Linked DNA regions of Oncorhynchus mykiss: region 1 is linked to region 2. A link is a contact called in public Hi-C data. All regions are on one chromosome and are shown on one strand. Each heading gives the region's core, a stretch centred on a gene start, on an enhancer-like site or on the middle of the called end of the contact. The rest is flanking DNA. Distances are from core to core; before and after follow the strand shown. Region 1 holds the start of kif1b (kinesin-like protein KIF1B). Region 2 overlaps kif1b (kinesin-like protein KIF1B).

Region 1 (6,264 bases), core at 682-3,181, 95 kb before region 2:
TATAGGAACACATCTCCCACATCAAGAGTTCTCTCAAAGCTCACGGTTTCTTAATCTTTACCCAGGTTGCTGACTTAAATGCTCAGATCCAATTTGTTCCGTCCCTCTCCTCCTTAGCCCTAACCCTTCGAAGTTTGCAGATCTGAAGGGTCTGGAAAGGTATTAACTGTGTAGTGTATATTGCTTTTACTTTATGGATCTGCAAACACCGAAGGGGTAGGAAGTGAATTGGGAGTGGCTAACTATAACTTAAGGCTCGCACACGTCTCACCAAATGTTGATCTCAATGTTTTTCTATATGTAAAATCAGTTTGCGAATTAGGTTGAGGTGCCAAGTGCTCTCTGCCAGCAAATGCTATTTGTGCGTCTGAGCCCTTAAAGGAAAACTCTACTCAGCAAAATGCATCAACATGACGTGGCAAGTGACACTTTGCTTCTTGATAGTCCAATATCTTAACTTGACTGCTGATATGCTAAACATTTTGGGACTGTATCAACAATTGACTAATGGAACAAAATGCCAATATAGTTTGAGTGGATTTTTCCTTTAACTGTACAGGAATTTGTTTATTTTACCCACATACCTGTTTTGGAATCCAGGACTTTGAATTGAAATAAATGATGATGCACACAGGTTTACAGCTATTGTTGAAATTACTTTTTCAACTGGGATGGGTTATTTAATTATATCAAGCAAAATGGGTTTAATGATTAATCTACAGAAATGGACCTTCATATTACATTTGGATAATATAGATCTATTGAATTCCTATGCGTAACTGTAATGTAATTGTTTTCCAATTGGAACAAATAAAAAAAAATAAGCATGTCAATGCAAATAGGTGTAAAGGTATTCAACTCTTCCTCTACATTCAAAGAAGTTTGAGCACCATCATCAAATACTGCTTTATTCCTTTGAATGCAAGTTACCATTAGTTTGGAATCGAGCCATTTATAAACAATGTTCACGCACACTTCCCACGCGCCTGGTTGTCAAATATAAGTAGGAAGGCAGGGTATGTAAACACCTTGATTATTACTACCGGTAATTAACTAGCATTACAGGGTACAGGAGTTGTCCAGCAATTATACAAAAATGCTATGCAACTGTACAATAAACAATTATTTAATGAAGTTATAATAGTCAGTCGTTCAGGCATTGAAGGTGTTGGGGAGCCTTACTTTCCAGGCTAAAAAGCTGCAACAAAATGGTTTGCCTGTCTCACTACTATACTTCTGAAGCTATTAGTGTTGTTTCAGTGACATGACCTTTGACATTTTTTTCAAGGATCACACTCTTGATCAGGGGCAATAATCCTTCATATCTGTTTTTTTTTTTTTTTTTTAAATTTTACTTCACCTTTATTTAACCAGGTAGGCTAGTTGAGAACAAGTTCTCATTTACAACTGCGACCTGGCCAAGATAAAGCATAGCAGTGTGAACAGACAGCAACACAGAGGTACACATGAAGTAAACAATAAACAAGTCAATAACACAGAACATTTTTTTTTTTTATAAAAAAAAAAAGAGTATATACATTGTGTGCAAAAGGCATGAGGTAGGCAAATAATTACAATTTAGCAGATTACCACTGTTGGAGTTCCTATGTCTGTGGACTGTTAGAATCAGATGGGGCAAAGACGCATGCAATTGATTTATAGTGAAATCATTAGAAAAATCATGAGATGCTTAAGTCTGTAGGGAAGATTTCTATGAATTACTGTGTAATTACACTTTCTCCTGTTAGGGGGCGCCTATACACTTTGGTCTCTGTCTAGACCTTCGTAGTGCGGTGACAGCGGTACAGGGAGCGGTAAGAAACCCTGCAGTATGGCGTCACGGCCAAATGCAACGGCCCCATCGTATTTCGTGGAGTTCTATTGGCTCCCCAACGCATTGCTCATGCATTAGTCTGATTTCATTGGCTTATCAAACTGACAATCAGTCTAGTCGAAAGGGAGTTGACGTAATCTTTTCAGTAAATCAAGGTACTCTATCTGTTCTTTTTTTTGCTTGTGTGCAGATATACGACCGCTTTTCATCTGAACTGGAAAATAACCTCATCAAGGAAGCAACGAATGCAGTGGAAGCCTGTCTGGTGGAGACTTAAACACTGCTATAATGGGTGTTTTTCATAAAAGTGGGCTTGACCATTTTTTTGCGAGCATACTCTGATGAACAATATTATACTTAATTGTAACGCTTATTTGTTGTCGCTACTTTTCTATGGTGTTCTAGTCTTCGTTTCGATCTTCAAAAGTAAGTTGCCTAAACATTACCTGTTTAATTCCATTCCGTTTTTATTGTAGAGTGAGCGACTTTTTGTTGTTGCTTTTCCTTAAGATTAATTTAGTAATCTGTTGTATTCTGATCGCAAACGTTTAAAATACTTTGTTCTGATTTGATATCAAATAGACTACCTATGCACGATGATATTGTTGCAAATGATCCCAAAACGAATATCCTGCGCGTGAAGTCATTATCGCGAACGGCGACATAAGGCCATTCAAATCAAATGTCTTTATAACGCCATTTTTATATCCGCAGATGTCACAGTGCTTTTACAGAAACCCGTCCTAAAACCACAAATAGAAAGCAATGCAGATGTAGAAGCACCGTGGCTAGGAAAAACTCCCTAGAAAGGCAGGAACCTAAGGAAGAAACCCAGGTTTGATTTCGTCAGTACGATATCTGCTGGTTTTAGTAATGGGCCTACATTGTTTCCCTTAATCTTACAAACATTTGGTAAGTGTTGCCAAATGCTTTGCAACAATTTCTAATGTTTTCCACTAGCCCTTTTCAAATTTAGAAAATATTTTTTCTAAACATTTTTCAATGTGTAGCCAGGTCTCTGTGCGTTTGCATATACCAAATATGGTAGATAGAATTGCATGGGCGTATGCCTCGGCTAGTAAATGGCTGACTGCAAGGACATGGTGAAAACATCAGATTTCTTATAGTCGATGCTGGGCCCTTTTCTAGAAATTGTACAAACTAACAATCCTAATGAAATTGTCAGTATGTAGACTAATAGCTATACCTAATAGGCAGTCTACTGTTTTTATTCAGACATTTATTTATGTAGCATATCGGTATAATGTAGCCTCTATGCGATGAGTCGGCCATATTGTAGGCTCCTCTAAACTAGTCTGAGCATTTGGCCTACAAACTGAGATAACTGACATCCACTTGAGACCTTCTGTTGTCGTTTCTCCAATTGCTTTGTATTATATTTAAATGTGATGCTATTTAACAGCTTGTCAACATTGTGGCCCTATCACCTATTTTACCCCTAGTATCGAATCTAACAAGTCATCCCTTTATTACTTATGACAACATGCATTGAATTTGTATGTAATTCAAAAGTAAAGTAATAGTTTTTCTTTCTTCAGGAGATTAATTTTTGGAATCATACTACTGGGTACTGGGTGAAAGTCCTAAACTGCTGCCATGTCTGGGGCGTCTGTGAAAGTCGCTGTCCGAGTTCGTCCCTTTAACTCGAGAGAGACAAGCAAGGAGTCAAAATGCATCATTCAGATGCAAGGCAATTCTACCAGTAAGTAACACATACACACATATGATATCCTCATGATATTTTGGACCACTTGACAGATACAAATCTAGCTTCATGACACATTGGTTTCCACATGCCCAAGCCAGCTCTGTACCTTAGGGGTCTTGGTTGAAAACAGTAGAATGAACAAAGTAAATGCATCAGTGTTGAAAAGAAACAGCCTGAAAAGGGAAGGAAAGCTGTTCTGTGTGAATTCCTCTTTGTAAAGAGATGCATGCCTGAGGAGTCTGTGTGAGAAATGCTGAGTTGGTCCATTCTGACACAGTTTGTGTCCCTAATGGAACCTTATTCCCTATATAGTGCACTACTTTTGACCAGGAACCATAGTGCACTACTTTTGACCAGATTCCTATGTAGGGAATAGAGTGCCATTTGGGATGCAGTCAGAGCCTGCTCTTTGGGCTTTCTTCCCCCTTTCTATTCATCAATGCATTGTCCCACAGTTGGGACTATTTGATATTGGTAGCAGTGCTTATCACTGGTCTGGAGTGTGTGGTTATGTCATCCCCGAGTTGACGTGGAATACTCCAGAAAACACAAGTTCTACTCCACGCAGCCTTTTGGTGCACCTTCGAGGGCAGACAGTAGAACTGTTTTGAGAACATGCCCTTTAATATTAGGTGGACAGTTCATATGTAGAAAACAGACAAACTATGAAACATCAAAGTGGATGTTCCAGTATATGGAAAAACCAACAGTTATGATATAAAGCAAAACTGTTTTCAATGAGTAGTTGGACCTCTGTGCTGCTACCAGCTCAACCATAAGCATTCCTGTCATTTAGAAAAGCGCTCTCTACAAGATGTTGAGGTTGAAACAAACAAAATGGCCTTAATTGCTATTCAGTTGCTGTATCAGCAGATGGAATTTGTCCCCATCCAATAGCATATAATGGGAATCAATGATTCAGATGGATGTTGTACAGACATATTTAATGTGCTGCCCAAAGCTAAGGTCCAAGTGACAGCACAGCAATATCACATTTCTGTTAGCACAGAGAAAATAAGGATAACGCTATAATGTTGAATATAGAGATGTGCTATTTGGAAAAGGAGATGTCGCTGTCATGTTTTTTCCTCCTTAGTAATTTAGTCATTTTGGATTTATCCAATGTAACAAATCCTTTTGGATGTTTTTAGCCAGTGATTCACCATGTCCACTTGTGACTATGGGTCACCATTTTTTTTTTTAAAGGGATAGTTCACTCAAACGCATCCACATTTTTTTCCTGTGTACTGAAAGTGCTCGGTCTTGAAAACTTGACTGGAAATGCAAAATAAAATGTTATTGTATTAACAATGGATTAATGAACAAAATACTAAAATGTACTTTGAGTGAACTATAGTTATTCCAAAACCTGTCTTTGAATGGCACATTAAAACCCTCATGAGACAAACACCATCTCATTCATGTCAGATAGTTATACACCTTGTTATAATATTGACCTGGTACTCAGAGCCTGTAACACAACCCTTTTATCAACCTGTTCCATGAACTGGTTTTGATTTGCCTTGAAGTTCAGTTGTCGCCTTTAGTCATTTGTGTTGTTTCAATCACACCAGCTGGTCGTTGATTGCATCCATCAATGCCACACTTGCCTGCACTTCCTAAGGACCAAACCTATCCAAAGGAAAGCTTTTAGCAGAATCCTGAATCTTTTACTTCACATCCTGATGTTTTTTCATTAGGCCAATGACACTTTGAGGTGCCCTGGGTGACTTGTGGTGTGTAGCAGAGTTGAGCTGTGCTATGTTTTTTTTGTGGGGGGTGAGTAGCAGAGGGGGAGAGGGAGGCTGCAGCAGTCTTGCTTCTCTTCCTAACACATGCACAGATTGCAGAGCAGTACTCCATTGCAGATGGTATAATGAGAATGCTGTCTTGCCCATGGCAGGCAGGCCCGCATGCATTAATAGTCCAGACTGTCAGCCAATGAGAGAACATGCCCTTTATGCAGGTCACTTCAGTGTTTCCCTAACATTGTATAGGTGAGTCTCCCTACCGCCGCCTAAAAATTGGGATATGGATTCAGTTGAAAAATTGCGTTAACACCCTAGAGTCAATGTCCGCCCCCCCACGGAAATCTAATTAGCGTTGGGGGAAAAATCCCCATCAAAATCTGTCTGTTTTAAGCTAGAGAGATCTTTTTTTGGGGGGTGTCTCAATCTGCCAATGGCAACCTTCCACATCTGCGGTGGAAGGTGGCCGAACTACAGCGGTGCTTGTCAGACCGTGAGACATCCCGAAAACCGTTCTTCTCACAAACGTCTGTAGCGTCCGAACAGTTTGGGCTACACACTAATATGACTCCTCTATGGAAAGGTGAGACTCTCACAAATGCATATATGTCGGTTGTTTTGCTCTAATTAAAAAAAAAAAAAAAAGGAAAAAAAAAAAGGAAAGTATATGTGGAAGTAGTTTAGTGCCAAAACAAATTGGTTAATTATGGGTAAATTAAAAAATATGTAATTTCCTGATCTTTCTTATCTCTCAGATATAGGACCGACACCGAACAAACTTCCTTTTGATAGATTTCTTTGACTGTTTTTCCATGTATGAATCTGTTATTCAATATGTTTCTTTGTGCTAATAGCATTAAGGCCAAATGTAATTTTATATCAAATATTTATGCCTAAAGGGATCCTAAAATTCAAAATCAAATAGGTAAATGATCCTTAGTATGATGATCTTA
Region 2 (6,283 bases), core at 2,003-4,502:
TATTTGTGATTTGCATTTGGACAGGCTGTGTTGTATTGTCACTCCTTGATAGTATTTAAATGGAGATTGCAGTGTTCCCGGCTTAATTAAATTGTAGTGGATTTAGAATTGGACAGTTGTTTTGTACCTTGTGAAATAAGCCCTTCGAGTACAGTAAGGAGTATTGATTAGTGAATGTTTACAGGCTTATAATAACACATTAGCGTGTTACAGGAGTTTCCGCATGTCATCATCACGATCTATTTAACCATTGTTTACGTACGCCACAGCTCCAAGAAAAATCTGAGTGCGTAATAGTAGGACACGTACTGTACATGATGATTATCATCCCCTGTTCATGTTCATTTTTTCAAGAAATGCAGCATTCATGTTTCTCTCGAGGTTATTTCAGCAGCCACCTCTGTTACCACATGCTATTTAGATTGTCTAATGGGTTTGTGTGTCTCACTCGCTCTCTGTCTGTCTGTCTCTGTCGCTGTCTCGGTCTCTGTGTGTGTTTCCCCCCCAGTACCAGCCACCAAGCTCAACACCATCAGCAAGTCCAACCTGGGCCAGTGTGTGAGCAAGTACGACCTGCTGGTGTGGTTCGAGATCAGCGAGCTGGAGCCCACCGGAGAGTGAGTGTCCAAGTCTGCGCGCACTCACGGTCGCATGCACACGAGCATACACACATGCGGACGCATGCACATACAAACACAGGGGTTTGGCTGTTCGACTTATGTTTGTCCCTGGCTTCTTTCCGTAGGTACATACCAGCTGTGGTGGATCACAGTGGAGGACTGCCCTGCCATGGAACCTACCTACTGCATCAGGTACAGTACAGTGACCCCTCAGGGCCCATATTCATAAAGCATCTCAGAGTAGAAGTGCTGATCTGGAATCAGTTTAGCCTTTTTGATCATAATTCATAATATTACATGATTTGACTGTTTATGATGGTATCGTTGTTGATATTGACACGTTCACAGTCATTGTGTCTGGGCTACTGGGATACTGACTGTTTGCTTGTGCTGCAGGGGATTCAGCGCCGGATCACCGTCACCCTCATCCACGAGAAGGGCAGTGAGCTCCACTGGAAAGACGTGCGTGAGCTGGTTGTCGGTGAGTGCTTCAAAATAAAGGCAAATCCAACTGAATTCATTCATTTTATTTGAGAAATGTAAATACATATGGATTTGCCTCCGCTTTGTTAGCACAAAAATACACAACTGGCCTACCCAAGGTCATTGTTTCCAGACAAGATAATTGAAAAGCGGCAACTATTTTAAATTATGTCTAAATAAACAAAGAAAAGCTTTTTTTTTTTTTTTTTTTTTAAATTGTCACTTCATGAACTGACTGATTTTAATTAAATTTGACTCGAATCCCAGTGTCTGGCGACGTTACCGGAGAGACAGGGCTTCATCATCATGAGAACATCCTGTGTTGCTTGCTTCCTCAGGTCGGATCAGGAACAAGCCAGAGGTGGACGACTCGGCAGCAGATGCCGTCCTGTCCCTCAACATCATCTCGGCCAAAAATATCAAATCATCCCACAATGCTAACAGGTACGCCAGTACTGCCCTACCAAGCAAAAAGGCAGTAACTGCTCATTTGGTCTAAAAGTGAGTCAATGTCATTTTTGCTATATTAAATACTTGCTTAATCATGTGGACAAGTATCCTGACTGTATTGTGTTTTGGAGAAATTGTTCAATGGAGATTCTCAAGTAAAAGTGCCTTTGTAATCCAAAACTAGACTCTGTGTCCGGGAAACCGGACTATAGTGTATTTTATTTAGTAGTCTAGGAATTCTAATGATATATAATTATCTTTGTTGTACTGTATAGTGAAATATGGTAATGATATTGAATTGGCATGCATGTTGTCTGTGAAAAGTAGAAACAAAATACCAGTTTTGTTATTCATAACAGAATAACTCTGTCCAAATTGAAAGGAATCGTCACTGCCTTTCAAGGTTGCCTTTCCTGGCTAGAAGAGACAGCAAAAATGGCCCATTTCAGTGTTGTGTGTATGAGCTCTGACATTGGATGTATGTACACAGACATCATTGCATGTGGGCAATCACATTCATTTCCAGTGCTAACATTTTGCTCTCTTTTTTTTATTTACTCCATTGTTTGTTTGTGTTGCTTGACTCTCTGCTTTCTCTCTTCTTTTGTTTTCTTTTCTCCTGCTGCGGCTGGACTCTTGATTTTGCTCAGGCTTTGTCTTGATAAGGATATTGCTAGGTACCAGCAACCAAGGAACATAAAGTGTCTTCTCTGAAATAAGCTTTATGGCTCTCTTTGGCTTTTTATAGACATTGGGGCAGATCCTACCCTGCAATTAAATCATAATTGTCACTTAGTCATGCATTGATTTCAATGGGAAGTTAGGATCTGCCCCTTAGCCTGTAGTAATAACTCTTAATTTGTGTTCTCTTGTCTTACACCTTTTGATACCACTCCCATTGGTTAATATCCTTCTAGCCAGTACAAACCTATTAGCTTGGAATTGTTCTTTTCTAGAGCTCTTTGATTGCGCTCATTTATCATTTCATCACATTGTGAAAGGAGGACAGTTTCATCCTTTTTTCATTCTATTATCACAGCTATCATAGCCTATTATTCACGCTTTTGTTAACTGAGGCTTTTCTGACTTTGGAAAAGGTCACACTGCTAATTCCCTTTGTCTTGCACAAAAGCAATAGGAATCTAAAGACGAATTACTGTAAAACATGCTATCCTATGGCTTAGTGGTGACTTTTCAGAATCACTCCACATGCAAGTTTAGCTACTAGCTATTAAACGTCCTTGTAGCATGCTCTACTATTCTATTACACCTGCGTAGCGTCTGTCAGCCATCGTGAGTCCTTGAGGGATGAGGGCAGGGTCAGGCGAGCTAAAGGTTATGTAGTGCCCCCTGGTGGTTAGAGAATTTGTTCATGAGTAATGAAAAATACACCTTCCGCTACTTTCATTGGAAACCATTGGTCTGTTGCTCATTGACGGACACCAATAAAGTCAATGGATCAAAATGTATTTTCCCCGCGGGGGAAAACAAGTTAAAAAAAACGTAACACAGTCGTCACAAACGAGTAGGCGCAGCACAGATTTACATTGACGTTTTAGTCATTTATCAGTTATTTATTCAGGGCGTCTTGCAATCAGAGCCATTCGTTTTTTTATCAACCGCACAATCGGACTGTGAAGATTCAAGAGTAGAACACAATGGAATGAACCCTTCCGTATATGAGGTGTCCTCACTCCCAAGGGTGTATGCATCCCAAATGGCACCCATGCATCCCAAATGGCACCCTATTCCCTGTTTAGGGCACTACTTTTGACCATACTTAATTTCCCCTCATAAGAATTCAAATGGCCCTTATCTATAAAAAGCTTAAGCACTCAAAGCTCTGGACAAGCTTTTCACACTTGCTTTGTAGCGTGACACCTGCTCAAAGCGTGCGTGCTGTTCAGGTCTCACCTCTGTGTGTTTCCTCACACCTAGTCCTCACCAGGACCGCGTGTGTAGCAGTGCTTTCCCTTCCACAACCATAGTTCAGGGATTCATTGGTGTGTCATATAATGCTTAGAATCCAGTATTATCCCCTCTTCAATTCGTCCATTTTAATACAGCTTTATTTTCCCCTCAGAAACAGTTAGAAAAAGCAAGTTAGGTTACAAATATTAACATTTGTACCGTATCTCTGGGCTCTATTTTCTACTCTAGTATATGTTTTGGTAACAGTTGGGGGGGAGAGAGAGCAGTAGATAACACTGACATTTACTTCAGTTACTCCCCATGGCTACTTATTAACTTAGTTACAGCTAGGCTACTTCCTATAATATGTGTCTGGTTGTGTCCACATGCCATACAGACCTTTGTCTATTACAAAATTATGTTCTGGTAGCATTTGCAAAGTCTTTCAAAATACTACTAGCAAATATCATAGCAATAGTAGATGTGCAATATGGTTACCTAAATTGACCCCAACCCCAGTGATTTTTCTCTAACCTTCAGTGAGTAGATTACGCTGCTACATCAGGCTATATTATGAACTGTTGGTTGCTTATTCTCACACCTCTATTGTGATATAAAGGGGAGAACCTTGGCGGAACCACAACCAGCCTCATTGTGACACTGAACAGCCATTTTAGAAATGTCCCACACAGTTGAAATGATCCACCAGGGTGCGGCCAAAATGGCAGCTATACAGTGCACTACTTTTAGCCAGAGCCACAGACACCCTATTGCCTATAATACACTGCTTCTAGTGCACAAAAGTAGTGTGCTTGACAGGAAATAGGTTGTCATTTCAGACATGGCCTCAGTCTGTAAACGTGGAGATTACTGACCTCTCATCTTTTCCTCTCAGGACCTTCTACAGATTCGAGGCTGTGTGGGACAGCTCTCTGCACAACTCCCTTCTGCTCAACCGAGTCACTCCCTACGGAGAGAAGATCTTCATGACCCTGTCTGCATACCTGGAGGTCAGCCCTGTCTGCCATCTTGATTTTACTGTATCCACCAACCTAGGGAATCTTGTCTCAATAATGAATTGGTATTGTGTATTAATAAAACAATCTACCGTCTCTAGGCTTACTGCTTAGGATTTAGGGATTTTATTTGCAGATGACAATTATCATCAATGAAACACGTTAAATGATATCTATAATTGATAAATGTCAAGGACACTTGTAGGTAAATCAAACTTATAAACATGTACTGCTATAATACAGATATTCTTATTCGGCCATACTTAAAAAGGCTGCATACATGTAAATAAGAATGTACTGTGAATAATGATGTATAACAGCCCCATAAGCACTATATACAGTAGTGTTACAGTATCCACTCATTTACAGTGCTCTGCACTCTGGAGCTTGAGCGCTAACATGCTAACCGTTTCTCCACTCCACAGCTCGACCACTGCATTCAGCCTGCCATTATTACCAAAGACATCTGCATGGTCTTCTACTCCCGAGACGCCAAGATCTCCCCTCCCCGCTCCCTGAGGAACCTCTTTGGAAGCGGCTACTCCAAGACCCCTGACTGGTAAGGCATCTGACAGTCATTTTGTGTCCACCTTCTTTCTATATGACTCGTAGACAGCTGTCAGATATCTAAGTTGACAAATAAGCAGCTGTCAGCCATTTTGTGTACACCCTTTATGACTCCAGTAGAGGCTGCTGAGGGGAGGACAGCTCATAATAATGGCTGGAACGGCATCAAATACCATTCCAACAATTCTGCTCCAGCCATTACCACAAGCCTGTCCTCCCCAATTAAGGTGCCACCAACCTCCTGTGTATGACTAATACACAGCTGTCGGTTATCTATGTTGACAAATAATCAGCTATCAGCCATTTTGTTTTCAGCCTTAAGATACGACCTTGATGAACAACACCCTAATATAACCTCTTGTGTTCCGTATTACAGCAACAGAGTGACTGGCATCTATGAGCTGAGCTTGTGCAAGATGTCTGACACAGGAAGCCCAGGTTAGTGCAATCTCTCTCTCGAAACACTGTTGGTATTGGGATAAAAGCACCGTTAGCCTTATCTATGAACCAAACTTAATAGCAGAGGATAGCTAAAATATACCCCCAAACATACTCCTCTCCACTCCCCTGTTCTCTATAGCGCTTGTGTGTACTTGGTATAAGTCCAGACAAACAGTTGTGTATTGATATAACAGCCACCCTCGGCGGTAGTGACGTTTCAACCTTCTTATGTCTTAATCAGAGCTGGTTTAAATTCATGACAGGATCCATGTCTGAATGCTCTCGCTCTCTCTCTAGCTCTTTGTATCTCTCCCCCTTCTACTATATACTGAGAAGTGCGTGTTTGTTTGCTACTCAGGTATGCAGCGGCGGAGGAGGAAGATTCTGGACACTTCTGTGGCCTACGTCCGGGGAGAGGAGAACCTGGCTGGCTGGAGGCCCAGAGGAGACAGCCTCATCTTGGAGCACCAATGGGAGCTGGAGAAAATGGAGCAGCTGCATGAGGTGACTGAGCACTTTGAGAGTGTTGAGGGCAAAGGGAAGCCTGAAATGGCAACAACTAAAAAATCCTATGTAGGGCACTACTTTAGACCAGAGCCATATTCCCTATATAATGGCTTATTTTTGCTAGAGCCCTATGTCCTGTATCATGAATTATACTTTTGACCAAAGCCCTCTTCCCTGTATAGTGCAGAATTGGGATAAAATTAATTTCAAACTCTCTCACGCTTCGTTCCTTTTCCTTCCCCCTCCAGGTGGAGAAGACGCGTCACCTGCTGCTGCTGAGAGAGAAGC

Evidence for each region. Hi-C and Micro-C count contacts between places; a contact is called where the count stands out from the background.
Region 1: a contact with region 2 is called in a Hi-C map of liver, with 5 times the contacts expected there. The contact joins the promoter of kif1b here to the enhancer-like site in region 2. A contact is called at or near these places in 2 of 3 Hi-C or Micro-C datasets (blood and liver).

The regions. Positions count from the first base shown.
Region 1 is chr9:51,850,079-51,856,342 of USDA_OmykA_1.1, reverse strand. It overlaps kif1b (kinesin-like protein KIF1B), which reads left to right and starts at 1,931. Exons shown (of 46, transcript XM_036988277.1): 1 at 1,931-2,260; 2 at 3,394-3,557. The coding sequence starts at 3,452. ube4b (ubiquitin conjugation factor E4 B) reads left to right here. Exons shown (of 29, transcript XM_021616116.2): 29 at 1-634.
Region 2 is chr9:51,756,765-51,763,047 of USDA_OmykA_1.1, reverse strand. kif1b (kinesin-like protein KIF1B) reads left to right here. Exons shown (of 46, transcript XM_036988277.1): 32 at 509-617; 33 at 746-812; 34 at 1,017-1,101; 35 at 1,442-1,547; 36 at 4,360-4,474; 37 at 4,906-5,039; 38 at 5,424-5,485; 39 at 5,847-5,992; 40 at 6,244-6,283. Among protein-coding and RNA genes, the nearest start is that of pgd, 20 kb to the right of the region's middle. Within about 2 kb of position 3,252, at least 2 of the 11 cell types and tissues checked have an H3K27ac peak or open chromatin away from gene starts, as enhancers often do. A contact at or near this core is called in liver, where this site is marked.